7 separate regions of the Mus musculus genome follow, and all the other regions are linked to region 3. The links are chromatin contacts, called in public ChIA-PET, Hi-C and HiChIP or PLAC-seq maps. All regions are on one chromosome and are shown on one strand. The core of a region is the stretch at or near the end of the contact, and the rest is flanking DNA. Distances in the headings are between cores, read along the strand shown. Region 1 holds the start of Ifnlr1 (interferon lambda receptor 1). Region 2 overlaps Extl1 (exostosin-like glycosyltransferase 1). Region 3 holds the start of Rsrp1 (arginine/serine rich protein 1). Region 4 holds the start of Grhl3 (grainyhead like transcription factor 3). Region 5 overlaps Nipal3 (NIPA-like domain containing 3). Region 6 holds the start of Pdik1l (PDLIM1 interacting kinase 1 like). Region 7 holds the start of Zfp593 (zinc finger protein 593).

What was found. Hi-C and Micro-C count contacts between places; a contact is called where the count stands out from the background. ChIA-PET counts read pairs in DNA pulled down with a chosen protein or histone mark. HiChIP or PLAC-seq counts read pairs in DNA pulled down with a chosen protein or histone mark.
Region 1: an H3K27ac HiChIP or PLAC-seq map of differentiating embryonic stem cells shows a contact between it and region 3, with 4 times the contacts expected there. The contact joins the promoter of Ifnlr1 here to the promoter of Rsrp1 in region 3. A contact is called at or near these places in 1 of 39 promoter capture datasets (pre-B cells) and 4 of 115 datasets of contacts at active chromatin or transcription factors (bone marrow-derived dendritic cells, differentiating embryonic stem cells, embryonic stem cells and 1 more).
Region 2: a contact with region 3 is called in a Hi-C map of CD8 T cells, with 4 times the contacts expected there. The contact joins the enhancer-like site here to the promoter of Rsrp1 in region 3. A contact is called at or near these places in 1 of 484 Hi-C or Micro-C datasets (CD8 T cells) and 3 of 115 datasets of contacts at active chromatin or transcription factors (bone marrow-derived macrophages, memory CD8 T cells and microglia).
Region 4: a contact with region 3 is called in an HNF4G HiChIP or PLAC-seq map of pancreatic cancer cells. The contact joins the promoter of Grhl3 here to the promoter of Rsrp1 in region 3.
Region 5: a contact with region 3 is called in an RNA polymerase II ChIA-PET map of memory CD8 T cells, with 11 read pairs. The contact joins the enhancer-like site here to the promoter of Rsrp1 in region 3. A contact is called at or near these places in 1 of 39 promoter capture datasets (hippocampal neurons), 5 of 115 datasets of contacts at active chromatin or transcription factors (acute myeloid leukemia, astrocytes, embryonic stem cells and 2 more) and 1 of 9 other capture datasets (embryonic stem cells).
Region 6: a contact with region 3 is called in an RNA polymerase II ChIA-PET map of memory CD8 T cells, with 32 read pairs. The contact joins the promoter of Pdik1l here to the promoter of Rsrp1 in region 3. A contact is called at or near these places in 1 of 39 promoter capture datasets (liver) and 4 of 115 datasets of contacts at active chromatin or transcription factors (bone marrow-derived macrophages, fetal liver, memory CD8 T cells and 1 more).
Region 7: a contact with region 3 is called in an RNA polymerase II ChIA-PET map of memory CD8 T cells, with 10 read pairs. The contact joins the promoter of Zfp593 here to the promoter of Rsrp1 in region 3. A contact is called at or near these places in 2 of 484 Hi-C or Micro-C datasets (embryonic stem cells and uterus), 2 of 115 datasets of contacts at active chromatin or transcription factors (memory CD8 T cells and microglia) and 1 of 9 other capture datasets (pancreatic islet).

Annotation. Positions count from the first base shown.
Region 1 is chr4:135,685,101-135,687,800 of GRCm38.p6, reverse strand. It overlaps Ifnlr1 (interferon lambda receptor 1), which reads right to left and starts at 1,344. Exons shown (of 7, transcript NM_174851.3): 1 at 1,202-1,344. The coding sequence starts at 1,259.
Region 2 is chr4:134,356,193-134,358,892 of GRCm38.p6, reverse strand. Extl1 (exostosin-like glycosyltransferase 1) reads left to right here. Exons shown (of 11, transcript NM_019578.2): 10 at 747-915; 11 at 1,063-2,520. The coding sequence ends at 1,245. Among named protein-coding and RNA genes, the nearest start is that of Slc30a2, 14 kb to the right of the region's middle. Within about 2 kb of position 1,327, at least 71 of the 459 cell types and tissues checked have an H3K27ac peak or open chromatin away from gene starts, as enhancers often do. A contact at or near this core is called in CD8 T cells, where this site is marked.
Region 3 is chr4:134,922,286-134,924,985 of GRCm38.p6, reverse strand. Rsrp1 (arginine/serine rich protein 1) reads right to left here and starts at 1,361. Exons shown (of 5, transcript NM_023665.3): 1 at 1,219-1,361; 2 at 504-1,111. The coding sequence starts at 1,059.
Region 4 is chr4:135,572,377-135,575,076 of GRCm38.p6, reverse strand. Grhl3 (grainyhead like transcription factor 3) reads left to right here and starts at 1,445. Exons shown (of 16, transcript NM_001013756.2): 1 at 1,445-1,669. The coding sequence starts at 1,653. It overlaps Gm30888 (a long non-coding RNA gene), which reads right to left and starts at 1,497. Exons shown (of 3, transcript XR_390832.2): 1 at 1,429-1,497.
Region 5 is chr4:135,474,327-135,477,026 of GRCm38.p6, reverse strand. It overlaps Nipal3 (NIPA-like domain containing 3), which reads left to right. Exons shown (of 12, transcript NM_028995.4): 6 at 2,558-2,700. Among named protein-coding and RNA genes, the nearest start is that of Nipal3, 19 kb to the left of the region's middle. Within about 2 kb of position 1,401, at least 14 of the 459 cell types and tissues checked have an H3K27ac peak or open chromatin away from gene starts, as enhancers often do. A contact at or near this core is called in memory CD8 T cells, where this site is marked.
Region 6 is chr4:134,285,945-134,288,644 of GRCm38.p6, reverse strand. It overlaps Pdik1l (PDLIM1 interacting kinase 1 like), which reads left to right and starts at 1,392. Exons shown (of 3, transcript NM_001163794.1): 1 at 1,392-1,484.
Region 7 is chr4:134,244,213-134,246,912 of GRCm38.p6, reverse strand. Zfp593 (zinc finger protein 593) reads left to right here and starts at 1,322. Exons shown (of 3, transcript NM_024215.2): 1 at 1,322-1,609; 2 at 1,826-1,888; 3 at 1,983-2,700. The coding sequence starts at 1,410. The coding sequence ends at 2,124. It overlaps E130218I03Rik (RIKEN cDNA E130218I03 gene), which reads right to left. Exons shown (of 5, transcript NR_040436.1): 3 at 2,500-2,678; 4 at 1,811-2,006; 5 at 1,040-1,490.

The DNA of each region.
Region 1 (2,700 bases), core at 95-2,594, 760 kb before region 3:
TTTTCTCTCCTGTCCTGTGCCCTGAAGGTGCATAATTGAGACACCGCAGTTAAACCCAGCTTCCAGTTTGTCTAGCAAGAGGCCACTCTGTATGTAAGCCCCTTAGTTTTAAGCCATCCGTGAGCCATCCATGAGCAGGACAGGCCCAAAGTTTGAGCTTGGCCACATGGGGAAAGTCACAGTTCAGAGTTGCCACACTTCACAGAGTCTTCAAGGGTTCCAGGGACTGGTATAGCACTGTATAAAATGTCATTCAGTCCTCAGGACAGACTACCCCTTGGGGCAAGGTGTTACCCACAGCCATCATCAAAGAGACACGGCTCAGAGATCAATGTTAACTAAACCAGTTTGTGTCAGGGATGGAACATAATCCCGTGTCCCCCAAGACCCTCGTTAACTCAAAAACACTGCTACAGAGCTGTGAGCTCGCTCAGGGCAGGGGCAGCACTGGTCATGGGCAAACCTAGGGCTCAGCCTTATTCCTCTGCCCTGTGTGTGCCCCTCTGGGGTACTTCTAAAGCAACCTATGAAGTGCTCTGAGCCTCAGTTTCCCTCACTTAAAAATGATGACTGTCTACCACTTAGAGCAGCTGGGTTGAAAACCTTAAGGAGAACACAGTGGCCAGGACAAAGAAGCAACCAAAAATAATATGAACGTTTATGATTGTTTATCGGCTCTAAGAACCCTTCCTGCTCCTTTGACTGCGTCTAGGACTCTGAAGTATGCCCATGGCTTCCTCCCTGGGGAAGTTGATGAGTGGAAAATTGGGGTTCGGTGCTTGGGTCCTGGCCTCGGGTATTCTGTGCCCCGCTGTCTTACCAGATGAAAGACAAAGAGAGAAAATGCCCCGTTAAAGAGTCTCCTAGCAGGGACCAGATCAACCAGAGCTGGATCCCGGCAGCTCCTGTATGTCCCCTATTAAAAGTGTCAATCAGGTATGCACTCTGGGATTCGGTCAACAAATACAGTCAACGCTTTCCGGTGTCTGTGCCTGGAACTCCCGGCCCTGCCTGGAATAAGGAAACCGGGATCCTTTCGTCCAGAAAAGGCCGTCCAAGCTCAGGATTGTTTCACTCTGGGACCAAGCAAACCCGCGGCAAGTGTACAGAATCCCTGAGGCCCAGCACCAAGTCCCCTCTCGGGACCTCGGGTGGGTGGCACATCTTCGCGGTCCCCGCGGTCCCCGCGGTCCGTACTTACCTAGGGCGCTCTGCAACAGGAACAGGAGTAGGGGCGCCCACCGGTCGGCCCGCCACATTTCGGTCCCTGGGGTCCCCGCCGCCCGCCGCAAGGCCCCTGGGCGGCAGGTGACAAGGGCGGCGGCCCAGGGAGGAGGAGCCTCCGGCGGTGCCACCGGTGGGGATTCACCTAGGGCTGCCCCGCGTCGCCTGCCGTGGGTGGGGGCGGGGCTCTCAGTAACATTTTTTAAAAATCAGACAAGAAATCCAGTTCTGGGGTTCCGTTGAGGAGTAAATAGCACCTAGGGTAGAGTTCGAGGAGACTGGCAAGACTCCCGTTTTGCAGGCGGAGCGGGGGATGGCACCCAGCCTGTCTTGCGAGTTTCTTACTGAGTTTCTGCAGGAATTCCCGGCAGGCTTGTTACTCCCCGCCTACATCGCGGTAAAAGCTTGGAGGAGGCTGTCCTAAGCTGCAACGCGGTCTGTGTCGCTACTAACCAGAAAGGACATCGCTTCAGGCTTTGTTTTCTATCCTGGAGCAGGGGACACTTCATTCCACCACACAAACCATTCTAACTAGCCAAGTGGGAAACGCTGGTTTTGTAAACAGAAGGGCCGAAACCAGAAACCTGCGAAACCACGGAAGGGGAAGCGGGATCTTTCTAAATTACTCTCCTTATAGGTAGAGTCGGGACAAGGCTAGGACAACAACGTGTGTGTGTGTGTGTGTGTGTGTGTGTGTGTGTGTGTGTGTGTGTCCTTTTGTGTGTAAGGATTAAGGGTTATGGACTTCATCTTCTGCATTTTGCCTGCACGGAGTGCGAATGGGGAGTTGGGGTGGATACCACATAGGTACATTGATATCTCTATGGAATTGTTGCAGAATACATACAAGATAGAAAAAGAACAAAAGCTGGACTTTTGGAAAGCAGGCCATTAGCTCAGGTTTCTCTTGATCTCCTGGGGGATTCAATAGACAGCTTAGTTTCTGTCTGGGGACCCAACTTTAACTCGAGTTATTTTGATTTGATTTTTTTTTTAAACTCTGCTCTGTTCAGGCCCAGCACAACAAGAGGTGTCTGGGATTTTTTAAACTACATTCGAGAAGCACAAAAACACATCCTAAAATTATGAGCTTTTTAAGGTACACACCTGCAATCCCAGCCCTGGGTTGATAGAGGTTGGGGGACCAGGAGTTCAAGGTTAACCTTGGCTATGTAAGAAATCAATCATTATGATCCATTTTCAGTATAAGGTGTGTTTAGGGCTCGTCAGAGATGGTGGAGGGGCTCTAGGCCCCTTTTTCCTCTGCCTAGCAGCTGGTGTCTGCTTCTCTAGGTATTGTCAGTGTGTTCTAGGGTTGAAAGTTACAGGTAGTCTGCCCGCCTGTAAGCTCACATATCAGAAAAGGAAAGGTTTGTGTCCTGTACCATTTAGATAAGGAATTCCGGAAGGGGACAATACTAGACAGCAGGTAGATTTTAGCTCCCTGAAGAATTCAGCCAATGGGAACCAAAGAGA
Region 2 (2,700 bases), core at 78-2,577, 570 kb after region 3:
AACGCTGAAACCGCACATCTGTAATCCTAACACTGGGCAGGTGGAAGCAGGAAGATTAGGAGTTCAAGGTCAATGTCAGTGGAATAGTGAGTTTGAGGTCAGCCCTGGGGATCATGGAACCCTGACTCGGGGACAGGGCCTCGCTATGTAGCCCAAGCTGATCTCAGGCATGCCATCTTCTGCTCTTGTCTCCCAAGTGCAGAGTTTACAGGTGCTGTTTCCCACCAGGCCTGGCTTCTGGGGCCTCTGGAAAGCGGGTCTTTAATCTGTTTGAACTTTATCCAGATATCATGGAACTTTTTGTAGATGTTTTTCCCCCAGGGGCTCTGCATGGAGCCCTCAGAACAGGGGATAACCCTCATGTGTACAGAGTGGGCCTAGCTGGTACATAGCCCCCCTGAATCTGGGTTTTGGGTAGCCATGTTTGGTGGCTTGGAACTACCTTGCACCCCCTACCCCCCCCCCCCCCACAGACACATCATCAAGTCATCTCTGTCAGAGTTCAGACTTGGGAACACAGAAAGAGGGCCGCCCGGAGAGACTGGAGGAATTCACAATCATTGCCCAACCCCTAAATCACAGGGCACATGGAGAAGGGTCATGCCCAGGGTGGGAGCACCCTGGGAGAGGAGCTAGGGGATGGGGTACAGGTCTTGGAACTTGGGGTCTGGGGTCAAAGATAGGGAAATGAATGAGGCCTGCATCCCCCCCACCCCCCAGCCTAAGGCTTACCATGTATCTTACAGGTACTACCACACCCTCTTCACCCACTCCCTGCCTAAGGCCCTGAGGACCATAGCTGATGAGACTCCCACCTGTGTTGACGTCCTGATGAACTTCCTGGTAGCCACCGTCACCAAACTGCCCCCTATCAAGGTGCCTTATGGGAGGCAGCACCCGGAGGCTGTGCCAATGGTGAGGCGACTCCAGGGGCTGGAAAGCCCTGATGGGGAAGGAAAAGAGGGCGGAGCCTCTTCACTCTCTAATCCAAATCTTGTTGCAGCAGCGTGAGGGTTCATAAAAAAACCAACCTCACGGACACGTTTCCCTCTCACCTCTTAGGATTCTGGGGATCCACGACCAGTGCCGGAGCCTCAGCCCCTGGATCAGGACTGCATCAACCGTTTAGCAGCAGGGTTCGGCCACATGCCTCTGGTTTCCTCTCAAGTGCGTCTGGATCCGGTGTTGTTCAAGGACCCGGTATCGGTGCAACGCAAGAAGTATCGCAGTCTAGAGAAGCCATAGGCGAGGCACTGCACCTGTCTGCTAGACACGAGAGAACCAACAGAGATGGATCAAAGTCCTGTCCCGGTTGGCCAATCGCTACAGGGATCCCTGAGGGCCGGGGCCTTCTCCAGCTGCAGTGGGGTTGCGTTTGGCACGTTTCGCACAGGCCGGTGTACAGGCTGATCCTGTTCCCTGAAATGCCTTTCTCTGCATCTCTGCCTGGTCGACCTATGTCTGTCAGACCTGCACTCACCTCCTTGGTGATCTCGAAGTCCTCGCACGATTCACGCCGAGTGGCCTTGAGCACATCACGAGGCCCCAGGGCCGGCCTGCAAGCTCCGTAGGGCGGAGTCCTGCTCTCATCTCTTTGGTCTGGCAGGTGCACTGTAAATATTTGAGCAATAGCTGCAAGAGTATTAACTGGTGGCATGCGTGGTGGAACACGGGCAGAATGTGCACAAGACATAACGCTGCCCCTTACTCTGGAGTTCCTGGTCCCGGTACAAAGCACACACCAGGATTTCCAGACTCAATCAAGCGTGAACAAAGAGGCCAGGAGTCGAAGATAACCAGAGGATTCGGTGTCTCGGCAGACCCGGGATCTTGGGTGACTAGCAGCACTGCACTACCAATCTTGACCACTAGAGGTCAGCTGCTGCACTACTCTCCCTTCAAAGGAATGGAGTTTGGTTTTGCTTGACATTTTGTTGTTTGTTTGTTTGTTTTTGTTTTTCAAGTAAGGGTTTCTCTGGGTAGTCCTGGCTGTCCTGGAACTCGCACTGTATGCCAGACTAGCCTCAAATTCACAGAGATCCACCTGACTTTTGCTTCCCAGGGTGCTGAGATTAAATTCATGCACTACACCTGGCTGCCTCTTGAACTTGGGGGGGGTCAGGAGGGGAGGAGGAGGCAAGACAAGGTCCCAGTCTGTAACCCAGGCTGGCTTGGAACTCACTGCAGTCTTACTGCCTCAGTTTCCCAAGTGTTAGAGTTACAGGTGTGAGCCACAATGCCTGACTGAATGGAGTTAAAGACTACGGATAAAATGTCGAGCTAGAGGGTCACTGGTGTGTGCAGACCCCAGGATGAAAACATGCAAGGAATACGACAGAACTCCACGTTGGCCTGCAAACTTGGGCTGTTGGCAGATGGGCTGGTCGCCAGGAAGAGGGCTGTCCTCAGCATCCTGTAGGTGAGAGTGGAGTAGGGGAGGGGAGGCTGCTTTTCCTGGGTTCGTCCACCTGGAACTGGAATTATCGCTTCCGAAATAAAGCACGTGTCCTTGCCCACTCACGCCCGGGCTATAAATACGCTTACAGCAGCTGCCCTGTGTGGCAGGGCGCTCAGGGTCAGCGAGGGGCGTGGCATGGAACTGGGGTGACTTCAGACAGTGAGGGTGGGGGGTCTAACCCAGCCCAAGGTATCGGGTGTTTTCCTTCTTTGATGGCTTCGGCCACTGTGGAAACTCCCGTG
Region 3 (2,700 bases), core at 112-2,611:
CATGTTACTTAACAGAAAGGCCAGTCAAAACCCATTTTTGAGTAAATCATGAAAAAAAAAAATGTGTTTTGACTTCACCCAGCTAGTAGGAAAGAGTGAGCCTCCTCTCTCTTGACCACCACAGCCATAAATGGACTTTAGTTCAGGTTACTGCACCGGTCACATCCGGCATGGACTTTACTCACAAGGTGAAAGGAAATACGTGAGAAACTATATTCTACCTAACTACTAACTAAACAAAAAACTCTCTCTCACTTCAAGAAATCTCAAAAGACTTCCAGCACCAAAACAAACGCAGGCCTAGATGTTAAGATGTCCTGGGCCTAATCTTACGAAATCCCAGCTAAACTGCTCAACCACATGACTCCCTGGCTGACTCACAGCGCGCTGAGGAAGTTAAACGCGGGGAGGAGCTGGGGAGGTGGCTCGGTGATAAGCGTCCAGAACTCAATCCCCAACACCACCCCCACCAAGGGCACAAACCTCAACCTGATAAAACGCACCTTTCTCACTCAGGCGAAATGGGGTTCTACTCCTGCTGCGCGACCTGGTTCTGGATCTTTCCCTCCACCTGGGGCGATCCTCGGGGTACACCGTCCGGCCGAAGCCGTAGTAGCGCCGCCCTCTAGTGATCGCGTAGTACGACCACCGGTGCTGCGACCTCCCGCGGGAGCGCGACCTGCTCCGGGAGCGGTAGGGCGACGGCGACTTGTAGTACCTCCGCGGCCGCTCGTAACGGCTGTCGCGGTGATAGCGGTGGCTGCGGGAGCGCGACCGGCTGCGTGAGTACGAGCGTGAGTAGCGCCTGTACTTGCGCTGGTGGCGCCTGCGGGACCGGGATCGGGACCGTCTGCTCCTCCGCGGCCGGCTGTGGCTGCGCGAGGACGAGCGGCTAGAGCTGCGGGAGTCGCGTCGGGAGCTGCGGGACGAAGAGCGGCTGCGGGAGCGCGACGACAGGCGGCTGGAGCGGCCCGAGCCCGAGGTGGACGGCGAGGCTTTCTCCTGCGGAGAGCCGGGCCACATGTCGTTCACGTATTTAGACATGGCGGCCGAGGACATGGCTCCCTTCTGAAAACGGAGATCGGTCCGCAAACGCAACGGCGTCTAGGAACTACAGAGAAAGTCAAGAGTCTATCATCCAGGTGGGGCGCGCAGTGCCCAGTGCGCGTGCGCGACACCCCAGGGCGAACCGGTCCCTGACCAAGCGGCCCCACTCACCTTAAACGGATGAAGAGCTCGCGAGGGCGAGAGAGGCCAAGCGGGCACCTTTCTCTGCGACCAGGAACCGAAGCGGGCGAGGTTCCCGATTCCAGCGACCGGAGAGCACAGGAACCTCCACTGCCAAAGTCCAGACTGGGACTGAGCTTAGTGGCGACGTCAGCATCGAAAATACTGGAAGCTGGCGCCGAGCATGCGCACAGACATCCGTGCGAAAGGGCGGGTCCCACTCTCGTCCAATCGCCAAGCGATGTTGGCTGCGCCTTGGAGACACGCATGCGCGTCAGTTGTCACTCCACCAACGGCCGCGCCTCCTCCCCATCCCCCACTCCCGCCCGCCTTCTACATCCGGGTATTTTGAGGATTTGTTTACTTCAGGGTTTTTTGTTTGTTTGTTTGTGGGGTCCTTGGCTGCTTTTGGATCTTGAGTTTTTTTTTGAGACAGGAGCTAGCTGTGTACCCCTGTCACGCCTCGAACTCGCGGCAATCCCCATGTCTCTGCTTCTCAGCTAGGGGGTCTGCGCCACCACGCCCAACTTTGTTTTTCTTTGTTTGGTTTGGTTTGGTTTAGTTTGGCTTCCTTTCCTGCTTTCGATTTTGAAATTCGGGAAAAGGAGAGGGTAGCAAAGAATTTAGCCGGCTCAAAAGCTGGATCAAGGACACAGAGGACAAGTCGGTTCCCGTGCCTCGGTCGTCCCCGGGTCATGTGTCGTCCCCTCCCTCCCCCAGCCGCTGCCCAGCTTCCCTTCTTGGCTCCTCCTATGGTGGAGATTGGGAGGGGTATCCCTGGACCCCGAAGATATAGTTTTAATTTAGAAAGGCTGCTTTAACGGCCTTGTTTGAGCTAATTAAGGTAATTTGAGGTCGAGACAGGAATTCCAACGACCACAGTTGACCTTTGAGGAGCAACAGTGATCCTTGATTGTGTGTGTGTGTGTGTGTGTGTGTGTGTGTGTGTGTGTGAGAGAGAGAGAGAGAGAGTAATTTGTGTGTACAGGATGCCACCGAAGACAGAGCCATTGTGGGCCACCAAGTATGGGGGTGTTGGGAACCCAGACTTTGTGCTAGGCAATGCAGCAAGTGCTCTTAATAGTAAGCCATTTCCTGAGCCCGATAGGTCTGTTCTAAGACAAGTGTGATTAGGACAGGACATTTAATCTTATTTCCAGGGCAAATTCCAAACACTCAATGTCATGAGGCATATCTGACCTTGAAAACTGTGGGTAAGTGAACAGCACTGAACGAAATAGCTATTTCAATATTGGGAGATGGTGTTCTTAGAAATTAGGCAGGGTTTTACAGAAGCTCTGGATTTTAGAGGGAGATGACAGAAATAAGGACTCTTTGTTCGTGCCTCCTTCCTCCTCCTTCCCCAATATACAGCGAAAGTGAAGAAATAAAAACCTTACTGTGGCCACCAGGATGGCTCAGCAATAAAGAATGCTTGTGGGACTGGTGAGATAGCTCAGTGGTTGAGAGCGC
Region 4 (2,700 bases), core at 196-2,695, 650 kb before region 3:
TCACCATGGTCCTTAGCTAACCTCAGGGCTCCTTAGGGGTAGCCCTCAAACAGATTCCAATGGGAAAGGACTCCGATCAGTCTTCAAGCCCGGTAGCCCATCCTAAGCAGGCCCTCCTGAGTTATCAGATAGGGCTTCTCAGGGTAAAGTCACCTTTCCTCCAGAGGAACGCTCAAGGTGAGGTACCCAGGAAGAATGAGCAATGAACTGGGGGTGGAGTGGGGGGGGATGGTTGGGAGAGTGGGGGATGGGGAGAGTGGGCATGGGGGCGGGGCTGAGGGTATTGGTAAAAGAGTAAGCATGAGATTCCAAGATTCGCAGCTTAGATCTCTTTTCCTATGAACCCCATGGAAGCTCTCTGTTTCTGCTGGTACTTGTGGGCATTTGGGGATGACCACCCTAGGTTGTTCATAGCCCATCCCCCACCATCCCCTCGCCTAAGAGGCATCTCCTGAGTGCCTAGCACAGAGCACTTACAGTGTACTGGCCAGCTAAGACTCCTGAGGCAACCACCTTCAACTTTTCCATCCTTTCTGGGCTGGCCAGAGGCATGTGGTCTGCCCACATCCCGTTCAGATTGGCATCGCACAAGATGAAAGGCTGCCCTGCCCTAATTCCCTGATTCCCCACCCCATCTCTCTCTCTCTCTCTCTCTCTCTCTCTCTCTCTCTCTCACACACACACACACACACACACACACACTCATGCACATTGGGGGAGGGGGGGCTCCTCCTGAATAGAAACCAGCATTTTCTTTCCCCGCTATTGCCCCAGAACCCAGAGCGAGGAGACCTTGCACACTCGGTACTTAGTAAATGTCCCCTGTCAACTGAGGCCACCAACTTCAACTCAAGGAGTAGCTAGTCTCCCAGATGACTGAACGGGTCTCTGACACTGGCTCTCACCCTTAGGCAAGGCACCCTGCCTCTCCAACCTACATTTCCTCGATCACCTGTAGAGGGCATGGGGTTGGTTGGGGTGGAAGGGAGAGTTGACAGAAAGTCCTTCCTAGCTGGTTACTGGGAGAATAGGAAGAAATCACTTAGCTAACAAGACTAGAACCTGTGGTGTTTGTTACCCGAAGGGGAAAGTTCTGGAGAAAAGAGAGGGGACTCACAGAGAGCTACCTGCTCTCTTCCGTGAAATTTTCCGGGTAGAGAAGGTGACTATAAAGAGATATGGTGTCTGTGGGGAGATGTTTGTGGGATCCAGGATCCGAGCGATGAGATGGACAGAGATTTCCCTTTGAGCCAAGTACCTGTCTGTATTTTTCCTCTAGTTCTCCCGTTCCTTCCCAACGTTTGTCTCCTCCCTTTTCCCTCGTCTCCACCCCCTCACCCCCTCAGCTAAGAAGGAATTGGCCGGCTCCACCCAGTCAGCCCCCCGGAGCTCCGCCCCTGCTGGTGGGCCAAAAGTTAACATCTGCACCTGCTGTGGTCTAGCTGCAGTCGGCACCTGTGCTTCCAGCCAATCAGCGCCACCGCAGCCGGGGACCGCTGTCAGCAAAATCTCAACATCCAAAGCGCAACGTAGAGCAAACGCTTCCCCGGGCAGGAAGGGAATGTCTGTGTCAGAGGAGAATTAAGAGACGAGTGGTCAGCAGCGCCTGCGAGCCAACCAGAGACGGATCGCTGGAACCTCGGAGAAGGAAGATGTCGAATGAACTTGAGTGAGTAAAGCCACGGATGTCTGGCCTCCCGGCCTCCCCAGCACACCGAGGCTGGCTGGGATTCCCTGCAGAGGGAAGAGCAAGGGAGGCCGGGCGCCCGGATTCACACGGCAATTTGTAAGGGTGAATGAATGGGCTGACGATCCTGCCTTAGCGTGTTGAGGCACGTTCAGCTCTCTATCTAGAGCTGACTGTTTCCCTGGGAAAATAGTTTTTCTTTCTCTCTGTGCTGAGCAGTTTCGAGGAAGGCAAACACCCGGGCTGCCTGAAACCGTGAATCTTGGCATCGCTTTTTGATACTCTGGAGGTGCCTTGGAAATCAGAGACACTCCCGCCCCAGGGAAGCTTTCTCTCCTCTTGCCAAAGGGAACGTCTTGGAGGTGGTTCTCAGAGCTGTCTTATGCAAAGAGTTGAGTTTCTCTAAAGGTCCTTTATGTTGAGTTGGAACAGTCCCAAGCGATCTGGCTACTATAGTGTAATGGCTGTATACATGGGCTCTGTAGTGGCTTTCCTTAGGTTCAAACCCAGGCTCCGTCTCTCCTCCGCTGTTCATTCTTAAAAAGTCGTTGGACTTATCTGAGCTTCATTTTCCTGATTTGGAAATTTGGAACAAGAGAACTTTGTAGAGTTCTTAGGTGTGCTGAAAGCTGTAAAAATGCTTACCAAAGAGAAAGGGGTCTGAAGTTGCGTTCAATAAATTGTGGTCAGTTTTATCCAGAGGCAGTGCTAACGCTGGGGAAGCCGAGGACTAGATTTTGGTGAGGTCATCTGTGTTGTCTGGCGAGAGGCAGGTGCATTCCTGCCCACATCTGGGATCTAGAATCCCTTGACTGGCTGACGCTGACCTCACTCTCAGCCTCAGTATCAGGTACAGATGTTGGAGAAGACAGAAGTCGAGGGTGTGAGTCGCTTTAAGTTGTGGGCAAGGAGCTAGCAGGAAAGAAACAGACTTCCCCTTTCTCCCCTCTTTAGCAGTGACCCTCTTGTTGTTTCCTCCCCTTCTCTGTCTCTCTCTTTGGAGCTTTTCCTCA
Region 5 (2,700 bases), core at 152-2,651, 550 kb before region 3:
CCCCAAGGTATCATCTGGGTTTACAGAGTCAAGGTATTGACCCAGAAGTATTGTCTCAAACCATTTAGAAGGACAGAAGGGAGGAAAAAGATGGAAGTCCCATGTTTAATTTGTTTATAGATAATCCTGACCAACTGAGAAACATGGACTCCGTAGATCAAGGGGCTTTAGTGTCAATCGAGGTCCCTCCACTGGACACCAGTCACACTGTGTCATGGGGGTGTCAGTAGGGCCTGGAGCACTGCTCTCAGGAGACCGTAGTCTAACGTGAGTGCAGTGTGTGCTAGCCCACAGCTGGCCAAGTCTGAGCTGGACCTTCCCCATTGGAGTATGATAGGCCACCAGGGAAGAAACATAGGTCTCTTAGCCTCCACTCTGTCCTGGGTCCCATTGATGGTCCCCAGGAGGCCTCAGGGCAGACTAACAATAGCCCTAAAGGTGATCCTTAAGAGCAGGTTAAATAGAGGTTGGAAAGGGACAAAGTCCCTCTTAAAAGTTACCCTTTGTTTGCTTTAGGAGTTTTATTTCCTTCTTAGCTTGCCCACAGAGGGATTCTAGGTTGGAACTTCCCTCTCAAATGCACATAAGAACCACCGTGCAGGGGCTTGGGCTCAGTGGGAGAGCTTGCCCAGTGCTCAAGGTTCTGGTTCCACTCCCAGTACTGGAAAACCTAAAGGTGAACTTAGTCCCCACCCGCCCCCAGAATGGCTACAAGACATTAAGAGTATACCATAAGAGTAACCAAGAACACAAACAGAACCCTTACACTGGGGTTCTCAACCTGTGGGGTCAAATGACCTTTTCACAGAGGTCACATATCAGTTAGCCTGCATGTCAGTTGTTTACAGCACAATTCATAACAATAGCAATATTACAATATGAAGTAGCAATGAAATAACTTTATGGTTGGGGCATAGTCTATACAACCCAAGGCTGCAGACAGGGCCCAGCAGAACAGTCGCTGTCACATGGCCCACTGCTAGGCAGGCAAGAGTGAATGAACCCAGTTGGCACAGGACACAGATGGGCCTCACAAACACCTGCTGAGTGACCCAAAGAGACCCCACAGGTCCATGTCTACCGAAAGCCAAAACAGCCAGGCAGTGATGGCGCATGCCTTTAATCCCAGCACTTGGGAGGCACAGGCAGGCAGATTTCTGAGTTTGAGGCCAGCCTGGTCTACAGAGTGAGTTCCAGGAAAACCAGGGCTATACAGAGAAACCCTGTCTCGAAAAAAAAAAAAAAAAAAAACCAAAACACCAAAAACAACAACAACAAAAAGCCAAAGCAGTTGACACCCTCAGTGTCACTCAAACCTCAGTGAGCAGTGTCACTGCTCAGGGGCCATGCTACCCTGTGGCAGGCTGTGGGAACTGGGACACTCCTGATGTCTCCTTTCCTGACTTGGGTGCTGGGGATATGGGTGTGGTACCCCTGCTCACTTCAAGACTCCCTCTAGCACTTCCTGTGTGAATGAGCACATGCGACCTTCATCAGAGTTTTGTTAAGGTTTGGTTTGGTTTTTGGTTTGGGTTTAGTTGGTTGGTTAGTTAGTTTTCCATGACAGTTTTTTTTTATTTTTTCCTGTATAGCCCTGGCTGTCCTGGAACTCACTCTGTAGACCAGGCTGGTCTCGAACTCAGAGATCCTCCTTCCTCTGCCTCCCAAGTGCTGGAATTAAAGGTGTGTGCCACACAGCTGGTTTAGTTAAGGTTTTTAGAATGGCATTTAAGGGAATGAATGTGCACAAAGTTCATGATGCGCATGTGTGAAGAGGCTCTGATGTACCTCCCCCAATAGCATTATAAAAACGCTCCAGGCATGATATCACATATCTGTGACTTCACAAAGGCAGCATACAAATACACACACATTCACATAAATAAAAATAAATCTTAAAATAACGGGCTGGAGGGATGGCTCAGTGGTTAAGAGCACTGGCTGCTCTTGCAGAGGACCTGGGGTTGGTTTTAAGCACCCATGTGACAGCTCACAACCATCTGTAACTCTGTATAGGCAAAACACACACACAAAATAAAGTTTTAAAAGTTTTTGTAAAATGATTCAAATCAAGTAAGAGAACAATCTGTAAAACACACATACATTAAGGGGACCTGGACAAAATGCTCAGTGGTTAAGAGCACTTGGTGTTCTTGCAGAGGACCTGGATTCAATCCCTGGCACCCACATGGTGGATCACAACTGTCTATAACTCCAGTTCCAGGGGATCTAATTCCCTCTCATCTCTGAAGGCACCAGGACTCATTAGTGCTGCTTACAGCCCTGCTGTCTTATAGAACCACAAGCCCCACCCACAGTGGGCTAGGCCCTCCCCATCAATCTGCAATTAAGAAAATGCCTACAAGTCTGCCAACAGACAGATCCTACTGAGGCATTTCTCAATTGAGGTTCCCCCACTTCAGATGACTCTAGCTTGTGTCAAGTTGACCTAAAAGTAGCCAGCACACAGGCAAAAACTGCCCTGACTTGCTAAGACCTCTCCGATGCACCTGAGCCATGCCCGAGGCTCTGACCAATTCTCCCTGCTTCCGCACAGGACGCTATGTCTTGTCCTTTGTTGGCTGCGGCTTGGCCATCGTGGGCACCTACCTGCTAGTGACATTTGCACCCAACAGTCATGAGAAGATGACAGGCGAGAACATCGCCAGGCACCTTGTGAGCTGGCCGTTTCTCCTGTAC
Region 6 (2,700 bases), core at 143-2,642, 640 kb after region 3:
AGCTTTCCTATTTCCCCCTACTTTCCAGGGCAGGAAGCAAGTCTTGACTGACTCAGTATTCCCAGAAAACGTGAGCACCAATAGGAGGATGGCCCTCAGGACAAACTCTGAATAGATTGCTGGGCTTTTATTAGGAGGGGCTGGAGGACGTTACACTAGGGTGCGAGTGGGTGTTCTAGGAAGACAACTTTTGGTCAATGTGGCAGGTGTTGGTTTCCTCGCCTATGAAAGCAGCAGGGTCAGTAGTAAGGTCTTTACTTTTGGAATATGGTTCAGATTATATAGAAAGTTGCCCAGACCCCAAATATTAGTTTCATAAGCAGATGACAAAGGATGATCCTGGAGGCACTGAGATGCTTAGGGGGCAATGAAGGCAGGATCAACCTTACTAACAAGCAGTAGGTACAGAATAATAAAGAAAAGAATGGGCGTTTCTGGCAGATGCTTACTCAATCTGTGTAACTAACGACGGGCCGGCCAGTTGGTCCTGGTTTCCAAGTGACTGTCACCCCGATCTCAGGGCAACTCAGGGTTATGACTGACAACTGCTGGGGGCATTTGAAAGGTTTTGTGCACGTATTTGAAGAACTCCGGGGGACTGCAGTCCTAGGAGACCTGTTTTGTGTCCGTACACCCGCCTAAAATGGGTCCCAACTCCGGTTCAGGCCAGCTAGGCTGCGCGCCGCAGCCAGGTAGGCCACACCCTCTCTCTCACCCAGCAGGACGCCCCGATCCTCAAGGCCGGGAACAATGAGGTTCCGGCTTCTTTAAGGGAGATACCACCGCGCCGGTGGGGCAGGGGACAGCATCCTCCCAGATGATCGCACCCAGGCCCGCGTCGCTGCCTGGGCCATTGTGCCACCCGCAAACACAGCTCGGTGCCTCGGAACGTAGGTGCAGCCAGCCTCCCAGCACTGGCCGCGCCTCCCCACGGACCCGCCGCCCAGTCCCGCCACCAGCGAGGAAGATGCACCGGGCATCCGGCCCCAGCGAACCGCGCGCTCCAGCCCGCCGCTCGGTAGGTCTGAAGAGGGCGGGCAGCGTAGCCCGCCACGGGGCACGAGCACCGCCGGCTCGGGCCAGCGGCCGCAGCTTCTCTGGGGTCCCGGGACGCGCCCCCCGCTGCGGCTGAGGGCGACCGTCCCCTGCCGCCACCCCTGCAGGGCAGCATTGGTCCGCTCTGCAGCGCGCACACCGCTGGAAACGCTCGGCTGTGCGCCGCGCCAGGGCAGCGACGGAGCGCAATGGCCAGAGCCCGCGGAGGAGAGGCGGGCGCTCGCCCGGCAGCAGGCGGCGCTCGGCTTGCGCACGCGCGCTACGGCAAGCCGGAGGGGGCGGGGCCCGGCGTGAGGGGGTGTGTCCGCGCACCACGGGGGCGCGCGCCGGCTTCTGACTGGAGGCCGCCGCGGCCGAGGGCGCGAGCTGCGCGATAATGGCGGCCTGCAGAGCTCATGAGAGGGAGAAGCGGCGGCGGCTGCCCTGAGGTAAACCTGGCCCTTCGCCGTGCCACGGATGCCCCGCAGTCAGAACCGGTCTCCCTGCATGTGTCTCTGTCCCCAGCAGGCCTGTCACGGACCTCTCAGTGGAGTCATCCCCGGGAAGGCCCGGTGCTGCGCCGGCCACCGGCCGGGGACTGCGGCCTCCGTTCCCGCCCGGGCCACTCCCGGAGTCCGGTCCCCTAGGCTGCAGCCGCCAGGAGTTGAAGCGACTGCGAGGCCCGCTCAGGGGCCACGGGAGGGTCCCTCGGGGTTTCCAGGGACGGCCGCCCGGAGTGAGCTTGCTGCTTGGCCAGTGAGCGCGCCTCGGCGACAGAGCGAGCACCGCTGGCCTTACTTGTCCCCGTCCCCGGCACCAGCAGGTGCATGTCCAAGCCGCCGGTGCCCAGCCCCGGAGGGAGAATGGCAGGCAGGCAGGCAGGAGGGTCCGGGACGTGCCATCGTAAGGCGCTCGGGTTCTCGAAGGATGCTTCAGCAGGGCGTCTCTCCAGCCAGGACCCCAAGGATTTGATAGACACCGTCCTTTCTTATGCAAGGAAGGCGTTCTTCCTTGGGGGGGGGGACCTCTGGCAAGTGGGAGAGGACAGGGGACCGCTGCAGAGAAAAGAGTCACTTGGAAGTGCCTAGTAACCGGGAATCAGCACAGAGCAGGACAGAATGGCCCGCCCGGTGACAGGAAACCTGACATTGGGGAATCCAGGAAGAAATTGAAGGGTAGGCGACCAATACAAGGAAGTAACTCAGGGCAAACCTCAGGAACAGTCATTTTCTTTTAAATCTGGCCAATGAACTTAAAGTAGTCGTTCCGGGAGTCTCCGGTTCCCGGGGCAGTCACTTTGTTTACCTGGTTGTGCAATGTAAATACAATCTTACTCTTCCTGGCCGGCGAAGACAGTGACAGTGAGTGAGGGAGCGTACTGCAGACTCTCCACTCAAAAGAACATTTCTCTGTGGGGCCTGTGCTCCAGCTTGCCTTTAAATGATTTCTCAAGGTACAGCGCCAAAGGACTTTGTCAGAGGATTCCCTGTGATGTATAGGATGCTCCCCCTTTGGCCAGAAAAGACCTAGAATTAAATAACTATGCTAAACAACGATAAAAAGGTAGTTGACTTACTTCATTTTGAGGGAACAGCTCTGCAAAAACTTTATTTGTGCCCATTTTGTAAGAAACAAATAACTAAGCATGCTGGTGCAGGTCTATAA
Region 7 (2,700 bases), core at 73-2,572, 680 kb after region 3:
CCGGGATCCGGTGACTTCATGAAAGATGCACCAGTCTCCCCAGCTGGCACAGTGCCAGGCAGGTAAACTTGATCCCACGGATTCTGAGGTTGGGGCAGGCTTGTGCCATTTCAGCCCCAAGTCTTGACCCAAATTGGCCAAAGTTAATAAAGTCAGCTTTTTGGAGAGTCCATTTTTCTGCCTGCAGTCGGGAATACTGATGGCGGCTCAATAGCTGTAGAAAAAGTTTTCCACTTGAGTGGAGTCTTGAGTCCAGGAGCCATACCTATGCATCCTGTGATCGCTGCCATTCTAGCTGGGTCCTCATCAGGGTCCCACCCTGTGTCTACCCAGTCCTCATAAGTTGGAGTTGGAAGATCCCAGACCTCCAGTCAGCACGCTGGGCTTCCATTTCACTTCGGGTCTGGCCTAGAAACCTGTTCTCCCCAGGGATGCACGTGCCTCACTCCCTGTTTCCTGGCAACTGGTTCCAAAGAGCCAGAATGCTTAATTATTGCTGAGGTCCTCTGCCCCCATATAGTGGAGCTGGCTCTGGCCAGCCTGAGAGGCACCAGGCCAAGATGAGCAGAGGCACCATTTCTTGGTCATTTCCCCCTTTCCTGCCAGCCCTCCCTGGGCATAAAGAAAGAAAGCAAAGGTGGGGGGCTTCTTCTAGGGACATTTCCTCTTGGGCTAGTGATGTGGTGCCCCACCCCAAACTCCTCTGTTAGACTGCCTGCCTGGATTATATGAAGCCCTGGACACCAACCCCAGTTCTGAAGAACCAAGCAAGCAAGCAGCCAACCAACCAACCAACAACAGACAAAAAGCTCTTTTTGTAAAAAGAGCTGAGCACTCTTCAAGGACAGACCCCTTAGGTGGTAGATTCTTTGTGAAACAATTTTCTGCTTTTTGCCCCAGGAATTTGCTTGAGAGTGGGGGAGGGAGAACAGAGGAGAGATGTAAAATGAAACGCCAGTGGGGGGTAGGTGAGGAGAACAAGGCTCTTTGTTAGAACCTAGGGGTATCTCTGGGTGACCCATCCATGATTCCACACTAATTCTCATTTATGAAGTAATTTATTCATGGCACAAGCAACAGTGCTTCCAGAGACGTTAAAAGCATCCCCTACCACTGAAATTCGGGGTGTGGAAACCGGCAAGTGAGGATGGGGCGGGCAGAATAGTGGGACCGGCTCCCCTCAAGCCCGCTCACGCCCCGCGAGAGCCCAGTCACTATCATCGACGACCATCTGGGGGCGCTCAAACGGCCAACCCGACCGTGACGTCATCAGAGGCAGTCTGTCCAATCCTGCTCCGCCCCCGGGCGGGCCTCTCGTGACGTCACTGGGCGGCCCGGAAGCGCCAACACGTGTGGGTCTTTTCCCTACTCCCTGTTTCTTGGTCTTGTGTGTGGGTGTCTCTCTGATCATGGGTCGCTCTCGGCGGACCGGCGCGCACCGAGCACATTCCTTAGCCCGCCAGATGAAGGCCAAGAAGCGGCGGCCGGACCTGGATGAGATTCATCGCGAGCTGAGGCCGCAGGGGCTCCCGCGGCCCAAGCCGGAGCCGGACGCGGAGCCCGACCCGGACCTGCCAGGGGGCGGCCTGCATCGCTGTCTGGCTTGCGCGTGAGTCCAGCCTGGGGAGGAGCAGGGTCTGAGGTACTAGCTAGGGGCAGCGAGGTCCGGGCCGCGAGCCGCTAGAAGGTTCTGTCTTGGGATCCCTGGGTCAACCCGCCACTTATCACTTCGGGTTCAGAATCCGATGTCTGGGAACGAGCTAGGGCCAGGGAGGTGTGAGAGACCTCACCCCTTCACTCTTTCCCTCACCCTACATTCCTGCAGGAGGTACTTCATCGATTCAGCCAACCTGAAGACCCATTTCCGATCCAAAGACCACAAGAAAAGGTATGGAGGGGTCAGTAGAGGACTGGCGGATGGGTGCCATGCAGGAAGGGTTTGCACTCGGTGAGCTCCGATCTCCAACTCTTCTTTTTCCCAGGCTGAAGCAGCTGAGTGTCGAACCCTACAGTCAGGAAGAAGCTGAGAGGGCAGCGGGCATGGGCTCGTATGTTCAACCCCAGCGGCTGGGCGTGCCCACAGAAGTGTCCACTGATATCCCTGAGATGGACACGTCCACCTGAGTGGCCTAAGGATGCAGGGCAGAGGAACTGCCCATGGGCAGTGGTTCATCAGCCAAGCTGAGAGTGTGTATTTTGGATTTCCGGTTTGCGGAGATGCTCTCTTCCGGGTGTTCTGCCCAAAATAAAGGACCTGGACAAGAGGGCACACCTCCGATACTAACTTCCCTTACCAGGGGTTTCTGGGCCAAGATGTCTACTCCCTACTAGGTCCAGCTTTGGAACGGGTATCCTCCCCCTGCTTCTTTGGATCTAGGCTGGAGTCTGGCTAGGTACAGCGTAAAACTTGGGAGTAGGATCTAGCGATGGCTGAGACTAATCCCCAAGGGGAAAAAAGTGGGATTCGGATATTGCAGCCCCCTCCCCTGAATCGCCTACCTCCAAGCCTGGGCGAGAGGCTACCCGCCTCATCACGGGGCCTGTGATGGTTGCCGCTGCTTCACCATCTTCCATACTGCATAGCAGGAGCCACCTAACCCGAGGACAGCCAACAATGTAGCCACAATCCCAACCAGGGGACTCCGGGGCTCTGCCTTCAGCTCCCCAGCCACCTGCATCTGGGAGAGCACAGAGGGTGCA